Linked DNA regions of Drosophila melanogaster: region 2 is linked to region 1. The links are chromatin contacts, called in public Hi-C maps. All regions are on one chromosome and are shown on one strand. The core of a region is the stretch at or near the end of the contact, and the rest is flanking DNA. Distances in the headings are between cores, read along the strand shown.

Evidence for each region. Hi-C and Micro-C count contacts between places; a contact is called where the count stands out from the background.
Region 2: a contact with region 1 is called in a Hi-C map of the Kc167 cell line, with 1.7 times the contacts expected there. The contact joins the promoter of Actbeta here to the promoter of lncRNA:CR45201 in region 1. A contact is called at or near these places in 23 of 107 Hi-C or Micro-C datasets (the Clone 8 cell line, the Kc167 cell line, the ML-DmBG3-c2 cell line and 9 more).

The regions. Positions count from the first base shown.
Region 1 is chr4:956,217-961,840 of dm6, reverse strand. It overlaps lncRNA:CR45201 (long non-coding RNA:CR45201), which reads left to right and starts at 2,407. Exons shown (of 1, transcript NR_123751.1): 1 at 2,407-2,617. It overlaps 4E-T (eIF4E-Transporter), which reads left to right and starts at 3,449. Exons shown (of 8, transcript NM_166798.2): 1 at 3,449-3,835; 2 at 3,952-5,296. The coding sequence starts at 3,810. It also overlaps asRNA:CR44030.
Region 2 is chr4:1,082,131-1,087,754 of dm6, reverse strand. Actbeta (Activin-beta) reads left to right here and starts at 2,959. Exons shown (of 6, transcript NM_143685.3): 1 at 2,959-3,141; 2 at 4,482-5,624. The coding sequence starts at 4,629.

The sequences.
Region 1 (5,624 bases), core at 1,158-3,657:
AGTGGAAATGCTAACACGAAATTTCATAATTTGCGGATAGATTTTGTTAAAGTTTAAAAATTGTTCAAAAGTGTGGTTTTCGGAGTTTTGTGGGTATAAAGTGGGCGTGGCAAGAAGTTGGTTGGCAAATCGATAGAAATTTTCAGAACTGGAAAAAAATACCAAAACATCAGGTATAAAATTACAATACATTCCGTAGAAATGCATGTTTAATAATTATTAAGCAACAAAATCAGCCGTATTTTTCGACAGATCAGATACTCGATACTCAGCATATCGATGGGAACGATAGGAAAGGTGTAGGAGTGGCAGTAGCCAGTTCGACTCGGCTAGTGATCCTGATCATATATGTATATATATACTTTATAGGGTAGGAAACGCTTTTTTCTTTCTGTTTCATACTTCCAAGGTCTTTAATAGGTGCTTTCACTAAGAGTTTCCAGTGTTGGAAGACGAATTCTACTATCTGACCCCCTCCCTCCACACCATGACTGATGGCCAGGTGGTATGATCAAAGACACTAGAATAACAAAATGCGTAACGGCCATACATTGGTTTGACAAAAGACACTAGAATAACAAGATGCGTAACGGCCATACATTGGTTTGGCACTATGCAGCCACTTTTTTGGTGACGGCCAAAATTGCTGTCTGTCCGCTCGCTTACAATGAGAGTGTAAGAAATCTAAAAATAGAATTTGCTTGCTTGTGTAAGTAAAAGCAAGAGACCAGAACGCGTATATGTGTGCGTGTTGTGATAGAAAACGATTTTCGGGCCGAAATCAATTCTGATTGAAGAAACGAATTTACATATTTGAGGAGTTTTGTCCGATTTCGTAGCAATATGACAAAATTGCGCGCTTTTTAAAAATATCAAATTGGAATATAACAAAAAAAAACTGAAATCGAACAACTGAATCTAATGTGCATGTTAAATAATAAAAATTGATCATTTACATACATCATATTAAGTCAAATGACTTAATAAATATACTAAATAATTAAGGAAAATACCAAGGAAGTATAACTACTGTAATTTAAAACATAAATTTCCCAAATAGAAGACATTATATTGAGAAATAAATATTCCATAAAAATAATACGTAGTAGAAAATACAAATTTATAACATAAACAAAAATATGAAAACTGTTTATTGGAAGTATATCTTGAGGCACGAAGTGCAGACGAAAGCACTCAACAATGTCTTATTAATTTTTCACAAGTCGCAAGCTGAATCATTCATTTCATTTCATTCAGTCATTTTTAAAATTTATTTTGTGACATTATGATTCGGCTTTTACTATTTCTAAGCTATATTTAAATAATAATAACGTTAAGGCAATGCAAAACAAGAATTTTTCGCACGGTGCCAATTGATCAAAAATAATATAGATTTAATGTCTATGAACTTCTAAGGTGAAGGGCATACATATGTACATATATTGTCAAATTTACAATGCATGGATACGTGTGCACACACACAGTTGTCTGCTATCACTGTATGCGTAGAAAAGAGCTGTGCGCTGTAGCGCTCTCCGCTCTCTCGCTCTCGAACAAAAATTCGAGGGGGCCTGGAGCCACGGCGAAAAAACCGTGTGCCAAAAAATCGTAAGACGTTACGCATCCTGTTATTCTAATGTCTTTGGTATGATAATCTTTAACAATTTATTTCAAATTATTACTCCCTTGGACATGGTATGTGACGACAAATTCTCACCATACGAAAAATATGAAAAACTTTGATTTTTAATAACTCGACATATGGCTTTATTTGTACCACATTTCTTCGTACTGTGCCATACCATCCCTATTTTGCCATCCTTACGATACCGCCGTCATTATCTTCATTAATGGGTGGGTAGAGACCGTTAGGTCAATGCAGGACGGCATATAGAAATTGGGTGACGCACTCTTAGACCATAACCAAAACTATCGTATATTCTCAAAAAAAGGGGACTATGACTATAAAAATAGCTATGTATTTAACTCTAAACCTCTATAGATTTTGATAGACCATGACATTGTGTGGAACATGATGTCATTTTCTAGACATTGTGCACGAAGATCATTCCCGAAGTCGACCGAACACTTATTCCGTGCATGTTTCATCAGACCGCCGGCAGCATATTTTAGCGTTAGGCGTGCACTTCCTTGTATAACTGTGTACACCTACAAAAAATTTCAAAATCAATCTATCGGGCACGCTCCGTTAATCGAAGTACTTTACGATTTCGATTTTAAAGATTGGTGCTCCGGTTTTCAAATTCGTAAGGATTTTCGATGTGTATAACGGGCACTTTTGTCTGGCCGAAATGAAAAGTATATGCCCATTTTTATATCACGTTAGATCTTAACCAAGGGAAAAAATAGTTCAGTAGTCTATTGATTTATATTCATTAGTTATTTTATATACAATTTATTTCTGACCCCATCAAAAATTTGATATACAAAATTTTGCTGTCGGCAACAAAAATTTTCGATTTGGCATTTTAAAACGCAAGATCGGTGCTCCGGTTTTCAAATTCGTAAGGATTTTTCGATTTGTAAAACGGACACTTTTGTCTGGCCGAAATGAAAAGTATATGCCCATTTTTATATCACGTAAGATATTATTTACCAAGGGAAAAAATAGTTTACTCAGTGGTCTATTGATTTATATTAATTATTTATATTCATTATTTATTTTATATACAATTTATTTCTGACCCCATTAAAAATTTGACATACAAAATTTTGCCGTCGGCAAAAAAAATTTTCGATTTGGCATGGGGTCATGCGTGCGTCGACTAAACTTACTTATAAAATATAAAAGAATTAATTATCTTAATTTAAAAGATGGCCTATAGTGTTCGTAAGTAATGCTATTTAATTTAATTAATTAAACGGTCAAAATGCAGTAAAAAATTAAATGCGAACATCGGAATTAAAATTGTGAAAAAGGTGTCCGCTGGAAAACAGCTTAAACAGCTGTTTACTGTACAGAAAACACTCCGACAGCAAAAAATTTTACGAAATCAAATCGAATTCGGAAACAAATTACGATTATTCGGTAATGCATGCCTGATTATAATTTCTTGATTTGTTTTATATTAAATTTAAAATTTAATAGTTTAATAATATAAAAATATTCTTATTTATATTATATATTATGAGTATTTCAAATGTAAATAATCATATAAACTATTTTATAAAACATCGACGTTACATAAATAAAATTTATTTTTTGTTTTTCAAGTGTAAATAATAATATTAATCATTTTAGAAAACATTCGGCACCTTTACTCGACGCTCATACGAACGGACAGATATGCTTAGTCTGGTATCGCTTTAGCACCAGTAGGAAAAACCTAGAATTTCTTTTCCCACAAATGTCACAACTTCAAAATTCCATTGTTTCACGGTGTTTCTCTTTTAATGTTTCAATATTAATATATATAATGCCTTAAGGTTCAATAAGAACAAAATATTTTCAATGTCTATATCCCACTCCAATTTAGCGTGATATTCACAAAGCTAATCGCAACATTGTGAGCATTAAAAATTGTTATATATGTATGTAAGCGTCTTGGGATTATATTCTCATGAAACTCAACAGTCATATATATGGCCTTAAAATACGTATATATATATATATATATTAATTTTTCAAAGTGTGTGTTTGCATAAGTGGTGTGTACTATTTGTATATTCATTGTACAATTTCTCCCGTTCATATAGGAGAGTGTTCTGTTTTTAATAATTTTGGATATCTTAACTTTTTCGACTTTCTGTAATAAGTTAGATTACACAGTGAACTATAGTCCTTAGCAATGGATACATCAAAGATTAGTGCCAGGTATGTGGATTAAATATTGGTAAATTTTAGTCAACTTTTTCGATATTATTCTCGCGTACTGTTTTTTTAAACTTGTATATGTACTAACATTGTTTTAACAATCTGTTTCACATTAGGTACTCGAAAGTAGACCTGTTAGCTCTAAGATATGAAGGTAAAAGTCGACAGCGCCCGCAATGTTCAACACGACTTGAATTGCAGACGCTAGGTTTTTGGAAAATTAATCTGAACACAGCTGCGTTAACCGTGTCCAGCGCCTATTCTAATCAAAACAAGAATCGACTTTCTCCAGAAGCAGATAACTCGAGCTTAATTTGTTCCAATAGTAGCTCAATAAGTTCACGTCGCGCTATGAGAAATCGAGAACGGGCAAACAACTATTACCAGCGCTTCGTACCTACCGATTCTCTTCTAATAAGTGGGGAGGATAAAGATAAGGATGCGCTTTCTCATGGACAGCCCTATAAGTTGAATATCATCGATCACCGTAGCATATCATCTTCACATTTAATGCCGGCATTTGCAAAGAGGCGTTTTGTCATATCGAAAGGCAGCAACAGCGAGGAAAGCAACGAGGGGATAAACACTTGTGCAAGCAAGGGCAAGGCAGCCAGTTCGCCTAGCCGTAAGGGTAGCGAGTTGGATACTGCTGAGACATGTTTGAATTTTGTTCAGCCGGATCACGACCAATGCATGTCATCTTCACCTACATTTTCAACATCCCGCCAAGAAAGGCGGATTGGTAGCGGTCGGCTGTTGCCAAGAAGTGATAATTGGGATTACAAAAACGAAAAGACCGTAGAAGCCAGCATTGAGAATGAAAAGGAAACATCTCCAAATGGATCTGGAAGTACAAGCAGTCTTAATCAGCACAATCAAAGCCAACATCGTTCTCGAACATTCAGTGGAAGGTTAGTTGAACGTGTTCCCGAAGTCACAGATCGTCGTTTTCAATATGACTCCAAAAAGTCTTTTGATCGTCAGGGAATTAATAATCGACGCATTTCTGGTAAGGAGCCTTTCAGTACTCAAAGCCGAAGCAAGCGTGGCAATTCCTATCTCATTCACGAAGAACCTGAATGGTTCAGTGCAGGACCTAAATCACAGCTAGAAACTATTGATCTACACGGGTTTGAAGACCTGGAAAAAAACGAAGAGCGATCCGTAACTGAAGATAAAAATAATCAAATTCAACAACTTGATAAAAATTTAGACGCGCAAGCAAGCAAAGATGAAGCTTCGATGAGAAACAGCAATGATAGTTTAAATTTCCGCGAAGTCATTCCAAGTGATGAAAAGAAGCACACTGACGAAAATGTAGTGACTTCTATTCAAAACTCAACAGATCTCGGCCATCCCAATAAAAACAAACCAATTCAGATGCAGCCCAGTCAGAATCCTGAAAGTGAATTTAATTTTGATGCCTTTCTTAATATGCATCCCTTGGATAATTCCGTTTTGGTAAATATATTGCAAAAACTAGATTTTAAGGAATGAGTACCTAATCCATTCAGACATTACATGGACAACTTCCGGGTTACCTTTTATTGACGGATCAATAATAGTATTCAAATAAGCTGTAAATAATGATATTAACTCCCGTTACTCAAGTAAAGGGTAAAGAGTTAAAGGGTATACTAGATTCGTTGAAAAGTATGTAAACTATATATTCTTGATCAGGATCAATAGCCGAGTCGAACTGGCCATGTCCGTCTGTCCGTATGAACGTCGAGATCTCAGGAACTAAAAAAACTAGTATGTTGCAATTTAGCATACAGATTATAGATAC
Region 2 (5,624 bases), core at 1,710-4,209, 130 kb before region 1:
TCAAACTATTAAAGAGAAGACGGCGCGTGCCAAGCAATCTTCGACTACCGTTGCAAACTACACGAAAGGGAGAAGAGAGATTACTCAACCGTTTCAAAATTTAGAGCTGACTGGTGTTACTATCGTATAAAAAAAACAAATACAAATACAAAGTTTTTTTTCATTTATGAAATCTATTAGTTTATAAACATACTTAGTCAATATTACTAGCCACTTGTCCTCTTTAAAGGGGACTGAAAAGACATCAGAATAAGATTTAACTTTTATCATTTATGTCAAAATATTGTTAAATATATTGAAAAATCAAAGAGTGACGTTGCCGTGCGTCTTTGTCTCTGGAAGCAACAAGCGGACAGGGTCAGATCGACTCGGCTATTGATCCTGATCAAGATATATATACTTTACATGGTCGAAAACGCTTTCTTCTAACTGTTACATACTTATCAACGAATCTATCTTTTATTCTACGAGTAACGGGTATAATAATATGTTACAGAATTATGTAGTGTACACAACAGAATATTCAGGTGTTCATTTACCGTCATCCCTTGAATTCTTTTGCGATCGAAGGAAATGTCTTGGACGGTTGCCCGCGCTTTATTTGTGAAACACCTGTTAGACCGAACCGGAAAAAACCTACCCTTCGATCGCGCCTCTGTTAATTTTCCTTTCTGCTTATATATACTCCTTACGTGGTTAATTCGTGCATTAGTACCAAAACTGGTGTTAAGTCACTAGCAAAAGTTCAATGATCTTAAATATTATTATTATGTTATTATATATGTATGTATTTATATGAAGAATTCTGACCAATATAAGCTCTAAAAAAATATTCGAAAATTTTTTTTAGTAGCTTTTCATTTAGAAGGCTTTTCTTTGGTTATTCCGCATGCTAAACGGTGGGTAACTATTTGTGTTCATATGTGTGTATGTGTGTATATGTAAGTATATAAATATTTTTGTAGAATTCGCCTGGTAGCTTTTGATATAAACAATCGGTATTCATATGTTTTGGTATGAAATTCGGTATTTCAATCGTGGCTCGTGGCTTTTCACGGTCTGCAAGCCAACCGAGACAGCTTTTCCGCCGTTTCTTTTGGTTGTTTTTGGCTGCTAGGTACTGGAAATGCTACTGCTGTATATATTATGTTATGTACTATTTATTTATACTACTTACTTTGTTGGTATACTCTTTCCCGGAATAATACATATAGTTATTTCCGGAGATTTTCGGGAGCCGAAAGTTAATACATACAGACAGAAGGGGCTTTAACAAGTCGATAGCACATAAAACCAGAATAACATGATATCGGCAAACTAAGGTTTATATACTCTTCCAATTAAAACAATGTCTTGGATAAAGTTTTTTAACCCGTGCCACTAACGTAGACGACCGATACATGCCAGTCAGTCCCCTTGTCCGTCGGTCCATCTTTATAAAAGTCAAAACCTATAAAACTATAGATATCAAAAAATTGAAGTTATCCGTCCAGATTCTAGTAACTCCTACGAGGCTTTTGCTTGTATCAAAACGTAAATTATTTATTTGTTATGTCTATGTACATGTATGTATATGATGAAAACAACCAACAACAAAATATTCGTATTCTATTTCTAGTTTGATGCAATCGTTTCGAAGGAAGTAAAAAGTAAATGTAGCCAATAATTGTAGGTATTCCGGTGAAGTTACGTATACATCCTCTTTGTTCTTTCTGTTAAATATTCTTCAGAGAGTACGGTTTACCCTTTTTTTGTTAACAAGTAAAGGATAAAGAAATATTATCTGCTGGGCTTTTCCTTATATCGATTTGCATAACTAAAATCAGCAAAATAATAGAATACTTACTCGAATTTCACATTTGGAAAGTATGTAACAACCAGAAGGAAGCGTTTCCAACCATATAAAGTGTGATCAGGATCAATAGCCGAATCGATCTGGCCTTGTCCGTATGTCCGTGTATCCGTGTGTCCGTCCGACCGTCTGTCCGACCGTCTGTTCGACCGTCCGTCTTTCCGAATGAACTCGAAATCTCATGTACTGTACGTAAACGTAAAAGCTTGAGATCAGCATACAGATTCAAGCGACATAGACGCAGCGCAAGTTTGTTGACAGATGTTGACACGACCACTCTAACGCCCACAAAGCGCACAAAACTGGCACGCCCACATTTTTGAACAATTTGTGGATAGTTTTTCATAATTTCATCTAACGCCCACAAACTGCACAAAACTGCCACGTCCACACTTTTGAAAAATGTTTTTATATTTTCTCATACATACTTTTTCATACAAGACTAATAATCTTGTAAATTTCTATCGATCTGCAAAAAACATTTTTGCCACGACCACTCAAAGCGCTAAAATCGACCAAAACTGCTACTCCCACGTTTATGAAAATGTATTGGATATTTTTCATAATTTTATTAGTCTTGTAAATTTCTATCGATTTGCCAAAAAACGCCCAATATAAAGCCCGCAAACCACGAATAACAGGTATAACAATTTTTTCCCATTTTATTTCCCCCTAATATCGATATCCCAGAAAAATGATGAAATTTTGCGTTCGCATTCGTACTAGCAAATGAATATAATATTAATATTTATATCTTGATTTGAATCTAACTGAATTGGACGTAAAGTTTTACAGATAAATCTGTTAATGTTTAGGCGCACATAGATCGACACAAGATCGACTGCTAATTTGGAATTTTGGGTAAACGATTCCATCTACGCTTAACAACATTTTTATTTATTAGTTACGATTACGATTTAAAAATGATTTAGGTTATTGAAATTCATCCATTTGAATCTGCCGACTTTTTAATCGTGAAAGGAAGCATATATCGATAGCATCGATATTCTTTCTAATTTGAATGGCAACAGATATTTCTGGTGCAAATATGGCAACGCTGAAATATTGTTATTTTCAAGAAAGCTTTTGAAAAGCTTAAAGTGTCATCTTAGTTTCACAAAGTATGCAATGTCATTTAGCAACCAACGGAGATACAAAATATTGTTTCCGTGCTAAAAGGAAAAGCATAATACATTTATAAATCGTGAAAATGTGATAGTGTCCCTAATATTTCTCGTGAAGAAATATATTTACTTAGTTGAAAATTTATTGTTTCTAAAAAGAAAAAGGTGATACATATTGTTACATACACTGATCATAAGCCTATACACATAACCACCTTCCTTCTTACATATGTACAAATTTTTTTGTTGAACGCATGCTTTTAATTCCTCTTCATCCCTTTCCGCTGCTAGGCTTCTAAGTAACCACCATTCAGGCGTAGGTCTTTTCATCTGGACACAGTCTGTGTGTCGCCTTGAGTTCTTCAGAAGGGACGGATGAGTCTGTCTGTCCGCTTCTGTTGGTGCATGGTATGAAGTATTTCTGGCGTAATAATAACTGTGCCATCCGAAGCTCGGCGTCAGGTTTAGACTAATTTTAATGTGTTGTACCCTTTCAAAGTGTATATTGATTTAAGTCAGTTTCTTGCAACGCAGTAAAGGAGACAATTACGACCACACGAAGAATATATGTTCATCTGTATGGCTAGCAGTAAGAGCCGTAACCGTCCGTCCGTTTCAACGCAAACTGGTTCAATTACTGGTTAATTATCAAGTAAACAAGTATTCGGAGAATATATCATTTAAGATTTGTATACCCGTATATATATTCCCTTACTCGTAGAATCAAAGGGTATACTATATACGTTAAAAAGTAAGTACCATGTAGAAGGGAGCATTGCCGAGCATACAAAGTATATACAGGGTGCGGCAGCATAATTTCCTTTTTCAGAACTCAATGAAAACTATTGTAGGCATCGGAAAAAATTTATTTTTTTTTATATTGTACGTACATGTCATATTTTTTGAAGATGAAATCTGATAGGTGACGTCCCCCATTCTCCATACATTGCGTAAACCGATTTCTGGCGTTTGTCGTGAGTCTTGTTAGCATGGCAGGTGTTATGATGGCAATTTCTTCTTGGATGTTGGTTTTCAAATCTTGTAGGGCTCTTGGACGGTTCACATAAACACGGGACTTCAAAAAACCCAATAGAAAAAAATCACAAGGGGACAGATCGTGCCGGCCATTCCAAATCGCCTCTAATTGAGATAAGGCGCTCTGGAAAGTGTTCCCTCAAAACAGCCATCGATGCTCTTGAAGTATGTGCTGTTGCACCGCCTTGTTGGAACCAATTTTTGTATATAAAAAACACTTTGGCCACAAAACGAGCGAAACGGTCACGCCCACATTTTCAAACAAATTTAAAACTTTTTCGTATCTTTTTGCACAATATTTATAAATATCCCTGAAAAATTATGAAACTTCGCATCGGGGAAGTCGACTATAGCTTTCTCCGGTGTTTTTAATTTATTTGCCAATTTGTAGCCTCCTCTCTTGTTTAGTGTCCATATTAATTTCCAGTTAGCTTACCACTTATCTAATCGAAAATTTGTATTTTGAACAGGCAGACGAAATGAACGACAGAAAGGAAAGGAAAGGAAAAAGATTTGCAATGATTAAAAAAATATTTACCAGAAAAATAAAATTGACAATACTTGTACCACGTTTCTAAGGGACAGTGCCTGTACTACACGCTTGCCATATATCAAAGATGCGATTTGCCTTCGATTCTAATCATTCGCAATCGGGGGCGCCATTCAAAGGCAGCAGGTGTTTCTTTAATTGTCAATGCATCTGCTGTCGCCAAGGATGCTGCGTTGTGGTTGTAAAGTGCTGTTGCTGCTTTAACTTAAACTGCTGCAACAGCCTTGGCTCCCGGAAGTCATTTCCACAACCCGCTGCAATGCGTAAAAAAGTTGCTGACCTCGAAGTCCTTAGAGTATCAAGGTTTGTGGCGGTTATTTTAGTGCTGGCTCGGTGGGTTACTGCGGTAGCGACACTCCTGACAAGCTGCATACTCCTAGACATATTTTCCGTGCCTGGCCAGTCTGGAGTTGCAGATAGAAGCCAAGCCAGCAGTAGGACAGTGCACGTCTCGGTTCCTACCACACCTAATGAAACTCCCAGTAGCACTTCGGAGACGAAGCTAAAGTTGCTTTATGGGTATACATCGTATGACATAAATAACGACCAACAGGTAAAGTCCAACAATTTATGTAGAGTGCTTTGTAAAAGTCGCAATCGTAAACGACAGCGAAGGAGGCGACGCCGACGCAATCACAGACGACGCAGGCACAGATATACTAAGCGACTTCATCATCTAATGCAAGATAATATGAGCGGCTTTGAGCAAAGACTTAATTTTAGCGATGCCAAATGCCAGTCTTTGGAGACAAATTACGGAACTAATTATGACTTAGTACAAGGAGGTAAACTATTTAGTCAGTCAGAGAGAAGCCTACTGGTGTCCCCTTTGAGGGAAATTGAAGCACCTTGGCCAGCGATTCATGGTTCAATGCGTAACTGTTCAAAGATTAAACGCAATAGAGCCAATCTTATTTGGCTTCTAATTGGACTCGTCTGGTTTGAAGTCAAACTTATAAATTGCAATGGGATCAGCAGTAGTAATTATTATGCTTCGAATTTGGAGAGTCACAAGGGCTGCACCTTGTGCCATGAAAGCGGAAAGCCCAACATATACACCGAT